Regions from separate parts of the Mus musculus genome. Here regions 1, 2 and 4 are each linked to region 3. Evidence: chromatin contacts called from public HiChIP or PLAC-seq and promoter capture Hi-C data. All regions are on one chromosome and are shown on one strand. Each heading gives the region's core, a stretch centred on a gene start, on an enhancer-like site or on the middle of the called end of the contact. The rest is flanking DNA. Distances are from core to core; before and after follow the strand shown.

Region 1 (2,700 bases), core at 31-2,530, 250 kb after region 3:
AGAAAGAAAAATAATTTTATAGTTGGGGTCACCACCACAAGAGTAACTGTATAAAAGGTTGCAGTATTAGGAAGGTTAAGGACCACTGTTCTGGGTGAACCAGAAATCTTCCCAAGATAGCAGGCCGGGAAACCAGAGTAAATTTCTCCGTGGGTCTCCCTTTTATTAGAGGTTATTCAAGTGCTGTGTCCCTGAGTTGTATCGTGGTCCCATAAGTTATAGTTAATGTTCTCTTAAATTTTTTTTCCTTTAGCATTTGTGATGAATCAAGGCAGGCAAATATCAGGTTCATGCTGTCCACTCCCTAACAGGAGTAGACAGCAGGTGGCGCCAAAGCCTCGGATACTTGTGCTGCTGGGAACTGGAGCTGCAGAGAGGGAGGGATTCTCTTGAATTTCGGGTAGGGCGTTGGAGGACTGGTTGTCTGAATGTGGCTCAGATAAGAAATTCTTGTAGGCTTAGTGTCTTCTAGCTCCCCATCACCATTACACAGGTGTTCTATCTTGACAACCTACTTTGGCAAGAAGATTAATGGGAGGGATCCCCAAAAATTTGAGCAGATGAGCCTGGTCACTCCTGACTGTCTCTTCTGATCTATTTAGTAGCTGTCCTGTCCTCTCTGTGAATTTGTTTTGGGTTATTTTGTTTCTGGTACTGCTAACCATGTTGCTCTTTGATGGCTGAACTTCATCTGCGTCCCTGGTTTCTCTTTGTTATTATCCTTCTTTTTCCTTGAGAAAAGGTCTCACTATGTAGCTTAAGCTGTCCTCAAACTTGGTGTAGACTCACAGCAATCCTGCTGCAGCCTCCTAGGTGCTGGGAATACAGATGGGAACTGTCACACCTGACTTGATTCTATTTTGTGATGATTTTTCTTCTTGGCATACTTTGACTTAAGAGACTTCTTAAGGATACATTTTTTTTTTCTTTTTTTCCACTGTCCTCAACCCCAGTTTCTCCAGAGGCTGGGACTAAGTGAGGAAGAGATGCACACTGGCTCCTGGACAAATTGAAAGTGGAGGTGCAGTCGCCTGGGCTCTGATCAAACTCCCCAAGTCTGGTTCCTTAGCATCCCTGAGCTGCCCCAGACCTAGGTTGCCCCCAACTTTGATTGATTCCAACAGCCTAGTTGTTAGTTCCTTTCTAGCATTGTCCCTGAGACGCCCCTAATTTCCCCACTCCCTTGGCAAACCCGCCGGGCTGTCTCCAGCCTTCATTCCTGGAGCTTGTTCCTTGGGCCTCCCCCTTCCCTGAGGCGTGTTTAAGGGCTGGGCGGAGCTGGCCGCCTGAATCCCCTGTGGCTCCTTTGGTTCCTGGTTCTATATATATCCCTGTCCTTCTCTGCACAGGGTTTGATATGGCTTTATGGGCATTTCCATCCGCTTTACAGACACAGCTACCACAGAGGCCCGTTTCTCCCGAGAAACCTCAGCGGAGCCCGGCCTGTAGAGAACTCAGTCTGGTCGCTGAATCAAAGCTCTCTTCTCTTCCTGCCCTCCCCAGCCCTCCTGCCCTCCGCCTCCATCTCCTGGCTCCTTAACCCCAAGTGAACAACAGAACCCTGGGGGAGTGCTCCAACTCCTTGGCAGAGCATTTGGAGCCCCAGAGACTTGCAGAGAATTCCTTAGTGTCCATTCTCAGCCAAGTTAATTGGGGGAAGGTCTGACCCTGATTTCTAGCTTAGGCTCTGTGGTAAGAGGGCATTTTAGGGAAAGAGCAGATTCCAGCAGAGCTGGCAGGTTCTCTGGAGGCCTGTGATGAGAAAGTATAGCCTTTGACTCTGAAGCTGAGGGAGTGTTTGGGATATATGAGGAGACACAGGAGCAGATGTAGATTTTAGGTGTTCAATGTGGTGATATTACATTACTCAAGATAGTAGGGAAATCCAGGCCTGGGGAAACCACATCTGTAATCCCAGCATTTGGGAGGCAGAGGCAAGTGGAGCACCAGCTTAAGCTTATATACTGAGTTCCAGGTCAGTCTAGGCTACAGAGAGACTGTTTCAGAAAACAACAAACAAAGACAGTAAAACAGACACTACTAGGAAACTTCCTTTGGCTTATTCTGGGTTGGATCAATCAGTGGAATCTGGCTTTGAAAGGGAAAGTTTGCCCAGAATAAAGGAGAAATCTTGTTGAAAGTTTAACTTTGCGTTAGGAAGGAATAAGAACTGCTACCCCACCCCCATTTTTCAAATGCTTAACGTCCCAGATCACAATAGCTACTATTCTGTGTACCCATTGTATGCCAGGTACTTGGCTGTGACTCTGACCACTGTCACATTGGTATCTTTCAAAGTACAGAGAGTAAAACTGAGATTCAGGTGTGGTTTAGTCCTATGAAGGATCAACTCATCTGTGTGCAGCTGCTTCTTACTGTCTAGGTGGGCCCAGGCAAGAAGGCAGCTCACTGCTTGTGCTCAGAGGCCTTCATCCCTGGCTTAGACATCCATCCATTTGTGACTTTTGCTGTCCTGAGTAGCCTGGATAGGTATTTTCTTTCTCCTGTGGTGTTTGTTTACTGTTCTTTCGTGGGATTTCAGATTTCCATGATGGTGGAAGGCTTGTAAAATGAAAGGGTGGAAAAGGGTTACTGTGGCAGGAGCCAGTGCTGGGCCAGGTTGAGGCAGCAGCACAGACATCTTTTATAATGGTGTGTAGAGCTGGGAGGCTTATAAAGCCGATGCAGGCAGATAGGGGG
Region 2 (2,700 bases), core at 51-2,550, 220 kb after region 3:
GTATGGGGTGTGTGTGTGTTTGTAGTGTAGTTCAGAGCACTTGTGGGAATCAGCCTTCTTCTACCATGTGTGTTCTGAGGATCAAGGCCATCAGGGTTGGTGGCCTTTTGCTCTCTGAGCTATCCCTCCAGTCTCAGATTTCTATTTTGAAGATAAGGAAACTGAGCTGCAGCAGTAAGTGGCTGAAGTCTGTATGCTCTGTTGAGGGGAGCTTGGGTAATGAGAATTCTTGGGACCTCTAGGGCGCCTGTACTATCTTCAGAATGTCTCATGTAGCTGCTAGAACTGAAAGGTTTGTACTGGGACTGTAGAGCTACAGTATCTTTTCAGTTACTATGCTTGCCTGGGGTCCTATAAACAGGACATAAAAGGGTCAGGAGGTCATCCAAGACTGGATTGAAAGGATGTGCCATCAAAATAAGCAACATGGAATAGAAAATAAACAAACCAGGGAGACAGTTGGGATGAACAGGCAAGGAGGCCAGGCCAGTGTCAGAGGGCCATGCGGTCAGTGCCTGGGGCTACTTCTATTCCCATTGGAAATCCTGCTAGGCAAGAGGCCATGGACACATACAGTACAGGGCCAGGAGGGCATAGAGAGTTCTAGGATGCTAAAGTTAGAGAAGATATTTAACCATTAGACAGGGGTACTTCCTCATATTTGATGTTTTTGCTTTACTTCTTCCCTTAAGAAACTCTGACTTAGCCAGGTGCACACCTTTAGTTAGCCCTAGTACTCAGGAGGTAGAAGAAGCAGGCAGATCTCTGCAAATTCAAGGCCAACCTGGTCTTCATGGCAAGTTCCAGGCCAGATAGGACTACATAGAGACCCTGTCTCAAACAAACAAAATACAATAAGATAAAGAACCTCTAACTTTTCATTTTCAGAGAACATATGGACACCAATTGCTAGTGACCCAACTAAGGGGGAAATTTGCTATGTAGAACAGCTTGATCTTGAACTCTTGGAGATCTACCTGCTTCTGCCTGACGTAACAGGGGCTGGGGCTAAAGTGCTGAGAGGCATCTTTAAGTGTGGGAGAGAAGCTGAGGAATTGGGGACTGTTACACATGGCAGGATAACTGTGTTACGGATGAGCACAGGCTGGTGAAGCCCCTTACAGCTGTTCTGTTGGAGGAGTTCCTTTCCCTGGCCCTGCCCATGCCTTTCTTTCCCCATCTGGTTGCTATCAGGCTGTGTGGCTGCTGGCGGGCTCTTTATTTATTTATCCCAGTGTAATAGGGTGAGGAGGGAGCTGGCCTGAGGTTGGCTTTCTGAGGCCATGCCACTGAGCCACAGGCGGTTAGCATGGGTGTGTGAGTCACTGGGGCTGCATGCTGCTCAAACCAGACTCGGACAGGCTCAGCGACAGCAGGCAGCCCAAAATAGAGCCCCGCCCTCTGCAGCTGGCAACCTCTGGCTAGGAATCAGCCCTTTACACCAAAACCTGGGCAACTGCACGTTGTTGGCTTTCTCTGGGTGGGGGCCCTTACAGAGATAGGGATTTTGTAGCTCTCTTCTCAGACATTACACAAGGATAGCCAACACATCAACATCTCCCGTTGCTGTACTTTGAATGTCTCGGGACACTTAGATAATCTCCTTGGTGTGATATACTAGCTAAGAAGTTTGATATTTGACATTGATCTGACTCAGTATCCTAAATGTAGCCGTAGCTGTAGTCTAGTTGCAGCATTCTAGAGCATTACTTGACATTAAAAAGCTACCCACTGCTGCTCTTCCTAAGCTTGAGTTTATGTCAGAAGCACTGGGTAGACCTGGGGAGACTCAGGAGCAACCTGAAAACTGCTCTCCTGTTACATGCATCTACAGGGGGTTTCCTTGTTTTCTCTGGATGGGTCTCCTTTTTTTAAAAAACAAAAACAAACAAACAAACAAACAAAAAAACAACAACCAAAAAACCTTGTGTCAGGAATGTTCATGGTACCCAGGATCAGATCCAAGATCTTATTTATTTTCCCTTCCTCTGGGTTGTCTCATTGAGAGCCTAGTCCCAACAGCACTGTAAACCACTGAGAGCTAGTTTTAGAGCACCATGTCATATAGACCCATGCTTTTTTTCTGCATCCTTGATATTTCCACATGGATATCTATCTTACTGGTAGGTATCAGTGCCTCTAATGCATGCTCCACATGAATTAGTTACTTCTTTCTTTAAACCCGTTCTTTATTTGTATTCTTTGCCTTGGTAGATTAAACCATCATCCATCGGTTCCCTAAACCAGAAACTGAGGTTTCACCTGCATTGCTGCTTTCTTCTTGGTTTTCATTTCCAATTATGACTCACCAACCACCATGGAGTCTGTTCTTTAGTCTAGCTTTTGTTGCCTTAGATAAGCTGATACCCTTTTGGCTTGATGCTGCAACTGCCCTCTTACCTGCCTTCCCATCATCCTCTTTCTGCTTCCCAGTTAAATTTACATTTATCAGAATAGTCTCTTTGAAAAAGAGACATGATTGTCTTGCTTTCTTGCTTATAGTCCTTTAGTGGTTCTTATAGTGGCATGTAGGGTAAAGTCCAAATTCCTTGTATGCTATTAAGACTGGACCTATTTACCTCTTCATCTTGATCCTCCATCATGGTGCCCTGAACTTATACACCTAAAGTGTTATAGCTTCCTGCTTGGACACATCTCATTCATTTGTCTGGTATTGTTTTCTGTATTATCCCTTTGTGG
Region 3 (2,700 bases), core at 9-2,508:
TCTTTATATGGATTCAAAGAATCAAACTCAGGTCATCGGGTTCGGATAGTGAATGTGTACCTGCTGAGCTATCTCACCTGACCCATATTGTCTTAAAAACAAAACAAAAAGAAACAACGACTAGAAAGCAAAAGGATAATGCAATTAATTTGAACTTTAGAAAACTCTGTAGCTTACTGGATAACTAAGAATATTAAAAAGCCACTGAGGAAATTACTGTGATAAGGCTGGGGGGGGGGAGGGGTGGTTTGATGTGGCGTGTACCTTATGTAGAAATCATAAGATCGTCAATAAGCTTGAGACAGGAAGCTAAGGGACAGCCAGAGCTAATAACAAATGGCAGTACTCACCAAGTGCAGCTGGGCAAGCAGCAAGGCTGATGTTCGGAAGCACAGCAGGATATCTACAGGCGGCGACGATTTCTGGGCTAATTCAAATGAGCTGACAGAGAAGATGCTAAGTATTCCCAACACAAAGAAACTATAAAGGTCTGAAGTAATAGATACGCCAGGTATGTGGATCTGGTCATTACACATTGCATACATCCGTGTACATGTACTGACTGTCACTGTGTACATTTGTGTATGATTGCTTTGTACCAACTAAGCGAAAAGCAAATACTAAAGAAGGTAACCGTTTCAAGAGTCAGATGAGTAGATTGCAAGAGGAAACGAAGTTAATGCGTAGGAGTGTTTGCGATATGCAGGTCCAGGTCTTGCTGCAGTGTCTAATTACATAAATTCTCACCACTACCCTGTGGGGCAGGTGCTTTTTGGCTTCTTCAGACAAGAGTAAGCAACTAGCTCATCCCTTGCTATCCCAGTGCGAGTGCCTAACCATCTCTGATTTTTCAGGAAGACGCCAGTAGCGATAATGGAACCATGGTAAGAGTTCCTGTTCTGATCTCTTAAGCTTCTTGTATCACGGTTTATACTCCCTGGCCCACGTATCTTTCCTGTTCCCTATAGTACTTGAGTCCTTCTCACCAAACCTGAGCCAGGGAGACAGAGGCGGTGGACCTGAAAAATACAGGTCAGGAGTGGGTGGACCCAGTGGGAATTCTAGGGAGGAACCTACTATATGGTGGAGGAGGCTTAGGTTGAGTAGGTCCCCGGCTAAGAGGGGGCTCTTACGCCAGTATGACGCAAATAGGCATAAGAGCCGGGGGTGGAGATGTCGTCATTGCACGCCTGCAGTTGGCCGGGTCGCCTCAAGAGGGGCAACTAGACCCCGCCTTGGAGGTGGGTGGGGAGTGGCAGACTCCGCCTAGGCTCCTGGGCTGACTCCCACCAACGTCGCCGAGACTCTGGCCGGAGAGAGAGCTCAGAGCCGGGAAGGATGAGGCGCCCGCGGCGGCCCGGGGGCTCCGGGGGCTCCGGGGGCTCCGGGGGCCTCCGGCTGCTGGTCTGCCTGCTGTTGCTGAGCGGCCGCCCCGGGGGCTGCAGCGCCATCAGTGCCCACGGTCAGGAGAAAACTTGATGGGGGCGGGGGGAAGCGTCGCAAAAGCAAGAAGCTCGGGTAGGATAAATGTTGGAAGGCGGCGGGGGGGGGGGTGTTTGTAGGGTGAGGAAGATGAGAGGACATGAAGTGAGATGAAGGGAGATGGAGGTGAGGAAAGGGGCGTAGGCTGGGAGGTGGAGCCGGGATTCGCAGGCGGGACCTGGAAAAGTGGGCTCCAGGGAAGACTAGGTACAGGAGGAGGAGCGGGGGTGCACGCGAGTTGAGAGATTTAGAGGGACTACAGGACCGTGGGAGAAGCCAGAGGCATCGGGGTGGAGACCCGAGATGGAGAATCGGAAGCCGAGAAAGAGGAATGGGCGACCACCGGTGGCAGGAGCCTCTCCACTGTTACCCGACTCCAGCTTCCCTGTAGGACTGGCTAGAGACAGAGCAGGATTTATCTTTTAAGTCTAGAGAGGCCATTTGCTCGAGTTGGTCGGCTATAAGAAGGGGAACACGCAAGGGGAGGGAACGGAAGAGGAGTAAAAGGGGAGGGTCCTCTTCTTGTCCCCTTTCCCACAGCCGGGCCTGGTGCTGACTCACATCTAAGCGGATATAGTCAGCGCTGACTCATGGGCCCGGGATGGGGGTGGGAAGGTGGCGGTGGGGGGAAGGGGCGCAGCCTCTCCATCTGGCTCCCTCTTTTCCCACCTTGGCTTGGGGGCCAGTGCACGGTACTTCCTGTGAGGCCAAGAGTTAACAAGACAGAGCGGAAGGATGAGCCACTCCTTGTCCTGCCACCCTTCCCTTGGTAAACGTCTCCTTTCCCGACGTGCCATTAGCTCCTAGGTTCAGAACCATGGACAGCGCCATCAACTCTGCCTGGGACAGGCTGCCCCAGAATCAAGCACCGGCATCCCTTCCCTACCACGCGGGGGTGGGGGTGGGGGGGTGGGAGGGAGTGCTGGAGCTTCCTCCTCTAGTTCCACGCCACTAGAATTGGGATGCTTTGAGAGATTTGGGGAACCACCGTTTCCTTTTGAATTTGGCCACGAACTCTCCCACAATGCTACATAATTTACCCTCCCTTCCTCCCACATTCCAATTCCCACTTAGGCAAATTGAGTCATTAAAGACTGAAACTAAGATCTTCAGACCCCAAAGCTAGACCCCATACTTCCTCAATAATTCTTGGCCTTGGGGCTTGAGAGATGACTCAGTCAGTAGGGTGCTTGTCATACAAGCATGAGGGCCTGAATT
Region 4 (2,700 bases), core at 143-2,642, 230 kb before region 3:
GACTGAATGCCATCCAGGCTGGGTGCCTGGCTGGTGGTCAGTTAGCTGCCAGACTAGCTGGGAAGGCAGTTGCTATCCAGGGGTCACAAATGGGGAGACCCCCTTGGACTCTGACTCTATGCAGCCCACAGATGTGTTTTGTTTGGCCTGCAGAGTCATACCAAAGTCAGGACAGTCCAAATAACAACCCGGAGTTTTACGTCCTCTTGAAAAAGCCGAAGACCCGGCGGTTCTGGTCTCATTTCCCCCCATGGCGACGAACGGCTGGCACTGAGTAGCAGCTGCCCCATAGTATGGGGCCCCCATTTCTCTGTCCCACCCTCCCTGCCATTTCTCCTGCCTCTCCCCAGACTCCCTGAGCCATTAACTTAACCTATCTGGCCCTCACATTTGCAACCCCTGTGTTAAACCAATAAACGCACCAATAAACATTCCAAGAAACCTCATGGTAAATAAGTTCAATTAGGGTCCAGGGCTCCACAGAACAGCCAGGCAGGGAGGGCCTGGGCGGAGGTCTCACAGGGTCACTGTAGTATGGGCTGGGCTCCATGCATTCGACAGCATATGAACACACATGTATTTCCTCCTCAAAGAACACAGCCTAGTAAGAAAGCCAGACACATGTCAGGGCATAGGCTGTCAAGGACAGCATAGGAAACCCTGGGCTCGTGGCTGCTAACCTGGTCAGGGTAATGAGGATGTTTACCTACTTGTAATGGAGTTAGGCTGAGTTAAGGGGTGGGCTGAGAATAGTCCGGGTACCGGGGAGTCAAGGACAGCTAGAAATATGGTGGTGATTTGTGCCGGCCACCTCAGGACTACAGCCCACGGCACCATTCCCAGGGTGCATGGTCGTAGGGGCATTTAGTCAGTTCTGGACATCACAGAAGAACCCCAGTGGCAGCACAAGGACAACTACCCTATCTTCACGGTCCTGTTGCCTTCTTCCCTGACTTGCCCCAGGAGCCATGCCCAGGCAGAGCTGCTTAGGGAATTCCACTCACTATACCCCAGATGGAGCCCACAACTGCAACAAGGCTGTGGACACAATCTATTTTACAGCTAGAGACCTTCATTCTCTCAGTCCCAGCCCTGGCCAGACACAACAGCCACAACCACAAAGCACCCTACGCCTCACAGTAAAGTTCACACAAATGCCACCTCACCTCCAGGCCAGAGTGGATCAAGTCCCACACCAAACGGCCCAGCTCACTGCCCCAACATCTTCCACCGCCATCCCATATAGAAGAAGCTGCCTTCTGTAATCTCCTGGCCTTATCATGACTAGATCATACATTTTGAGAAAAGAATGCCCTGTGTCCTGTGGCTGGGTCTGGTGGAGAACTGAAAAATCCTAGACAGGGAAGCCCACAGTTCCCTAGCCAGGCCACAAGGGGGCCAGGTGTACTCTAGTCTTCTGGAAACTTAATTCGTTGGAGAACAAGACAGCGCGTGGTATTACGGGCAAGCTTGGGCTTGCTGACGGTCTACTAATATTGACTTAGCTCCTTTTCTGTGGAAGAATGGCCTGTGCTTGAGGTTGAGCTCACTGAAACAGTGTAGCATCCCTGGGATACTTTTAGACAGGTATTAACTCTGGTATACAAGAAGTATTCCCTAGTTGCTGCACGTGGGTGGCCTGGATTCGCCCCAGTGCCTGCAGCAGGAGAGCCTTTTAGAACAGAATGCTTCTTCCTTCTGCCCAGGAGCTAATAGCTGTCTGGGACCTTAAGGGCAATTCATTGCTTAATCATTGCATGCCTCAATTCTTTCATCTGGAAACCGGAGACAGCACAGTGCTCTCCTCCAGACATCAGCGTGAGGCTAAAGGCTCAAAGTGTTCGGCACAGTAACTGGAGAGTTAGGAGGTGTTCGTTGTTTACAGATCCTGATCCCACTCCTGCACAATTTGTAAAGCCCCCAAACCCTCAAAACCAAATGCTAAAAGTTTAGCAGTTGTCTGGTATGATGGTGTATACCTTTAATCCCGGCACTCAGGAGACAGAGGCAGGTGATTCTCTGTGATTTCTAGGCCGTCCTGGTCTGCATAGTAAGTTTGAGACCAGCCAGGGCTATGTAGTGAGATCAGAGGTTTGACAGTCAAATTTATTACATTAAAACTGAATTTAACTGATGCATTCTCTTTTTAAAAAAGATTTATTTATTATTATATCTAAGTACACTGTAGCTGACTTCAGACACACCAGAAGAGGGCATCAGATCTCATTACGGATGGTTGTGAGCCACCGTGTGTTTGCTGGGATTTGAACTCAGGACTTCCAGAAGAGCAGTCAGTGCTCTTAACTGCTGAGCCATCATCTCCAGCCCCTAACTGATACATTCTTAATTATTCTTTAATTATCTGGTAGGGCTAGTCTATATCTGCATCTTTGTTAGATTTGACTGTGTCTTCTAGTATATCTTGCCAAGGGTAAATATATATTAGACAGCAAAATGTTAATGGGAATCATTTTAAGGGGCAGAGGCAGGACCTGAAGGGTAGCTAGCTACCAAATGAGAAATGCATCCTTTTAAAGTCCAGAAGATACTGGATTCTGTAAGTGTCTAGTCTTGGGGATTTGAAGGACAGGTCAGGGACCTATTGTTACTTATTACTGTGCTACTCGGAACTCAGGACTGTTATTAGCACATGGGCAGCGGGGCTCACGTGCTGCCAGGCATTGCTAGTTAGTGACAGTT

The links. Promoter capture Hi-C pulls out the DNA fragments that hold promoters and counts their contacts. HiChIP or PLAC-seq counts read pairs in DNA pulled down with a chosen protein or histone mark.
Region 1: a promoter capture Hi-C map of embryonic stem cells shows a contact between it and region 3. The contact joins the enhancer-like site here to the promoter of Ptprn in region 3. A contact is called at or near these places in 14 of 39 promoter capture datasets (the 3T3-L1 cell line, the C10 cell line, the HPC-7 cell line and 9 more), 2 of 15 datasets of contacts at CTCF or cohesin (large pre-B cells and pro-B cells), 1 of 484 Hi-C or Micro-C datasets (bone marrow-derived macrophages), 5 of 115 datasets of contacts at active chromatin or transcription factors (embryonic stem cells, fetal liver, pancreatic cancer cells and 1 more) and 3 of 9 other capture datasets (adipose tissue, liver and macrophages).
Region 2: a FOXA1 HiChIP or PLAC-seq map of pancreatic cancer cells shows a contact between it and region 3. The contact joins the enhancer-like site here to the promoter of Ptprn in region 3. A contact is called at or near these places in 23 of 39 promoter capture datasets (the 3T3-L1 cell line, 3T3-L1-derived adipocytes, the C10 cell line and 16 more), 2 of 15 datasets of contacts at CTCF or cohesin (CD8 T cells and large pre-B cells), 31 of 484 Hi-C or Micro-C datasets (B cells, the BV-2 cell line, CD4 T cells and 24 more), 9 of 115 datasets of contacts at active chromatin or transcription factors (bone marrow-derived dendritic cells, bone marrow-derived macrophages, embryonic basal ganglia and 5 more) and 4 of 9 other capture datasets (adipose tissue, liver, macrophages and 1 more).
Region 4: a promoter capture Hi-C map of embryonic stem cells shows a contact between it and region 3, with 2.6 times the contacts expected there. The contact joins the enhancer-like site here to the promoter of Ptprn in region 3. A contact is called at or near these places in 8 of 39 promoter capture datasets (the C10 cell line, cranial neural crest, embryonic stem cells and 3 more), 1 of 484 Hi-C or Micro-C datasets (CD4 T cells), 2 of 115 datasets of contacts at active chromatin or transcription factors (embryonic stem cells and pancreatic cancer cells) and 2 of 9 other capture datasets (adipose tissue and liver).

The regions. Positions count from the first base shown.
Region 1 is chr1:75,014,686-75,017,385 of GRCm38.p6, reverse strand. All of the region lies in intron 6 of Nhej1 (non-homologous end joining factor 1), which reads left to right. Among named protein-coding and RNA genes, the nearest start is that of Ihh, 64 kb to the right of the region's middle. Within about 2 kb of position 1,280, at least 35 of the 459 cell types and tissues checked have an H3K27ac peak or open chromatin away from gene starts, as enhancers often do. A contact at or near this core is called in adipose tissue, where this site is marked.
Region 2 is chr1:75,039,196-75,041,895 of GRCm38.p6, reverse strand. The region is part of intron 6 of Nhej1 (non-homologous end joining factor 1); the gene reads left to right. Among named protein-coding and RNA genes, the nearest start is that of Nhej1, 85 kb to the left of the region's middle. Within about 2 kb of position 1,300, at least 42 of the 459 cell types and tissues checked have an H3K27ac peak or open chromatin away from gene starts, as enhancers often do. A contact at or near this core is called in the SN4741 cell line, pancreatic cancer cells and second pharyngeal arch cranial neural crest, where this site is marked.
Region 3 is chr1:75,262,766-75,265,465 of GRCm38.p6, reverse strand. It overlaps Ptprn (protein tyrosine phosphatase, receptor type, N), which reads left to right and starts at 1,258. Exons shown (of 23, transcript NM_008985.3): 1 at 1,258-1,462. The coding sequence starts at 1,339.
Region 4 is chr1:75,494,078-75,496,777 of GRCm38.p6, reverse strand. All of the region lies in intron 8 of Obsl1 (obscurin-like 1), which reads left to right. Among named protein-coding and RNA genes, the nearest start is that of Obsl1, 11 kb to the left of the region's middle. Within about 2 kb of position 1,392, at least 23 of the 459 cell types and tissues checked have an H3K27ac peak or open chromatin away from gene starts, as enhancers often do. A contact at or near this core is called in embryonic stem cells, where this site is marked.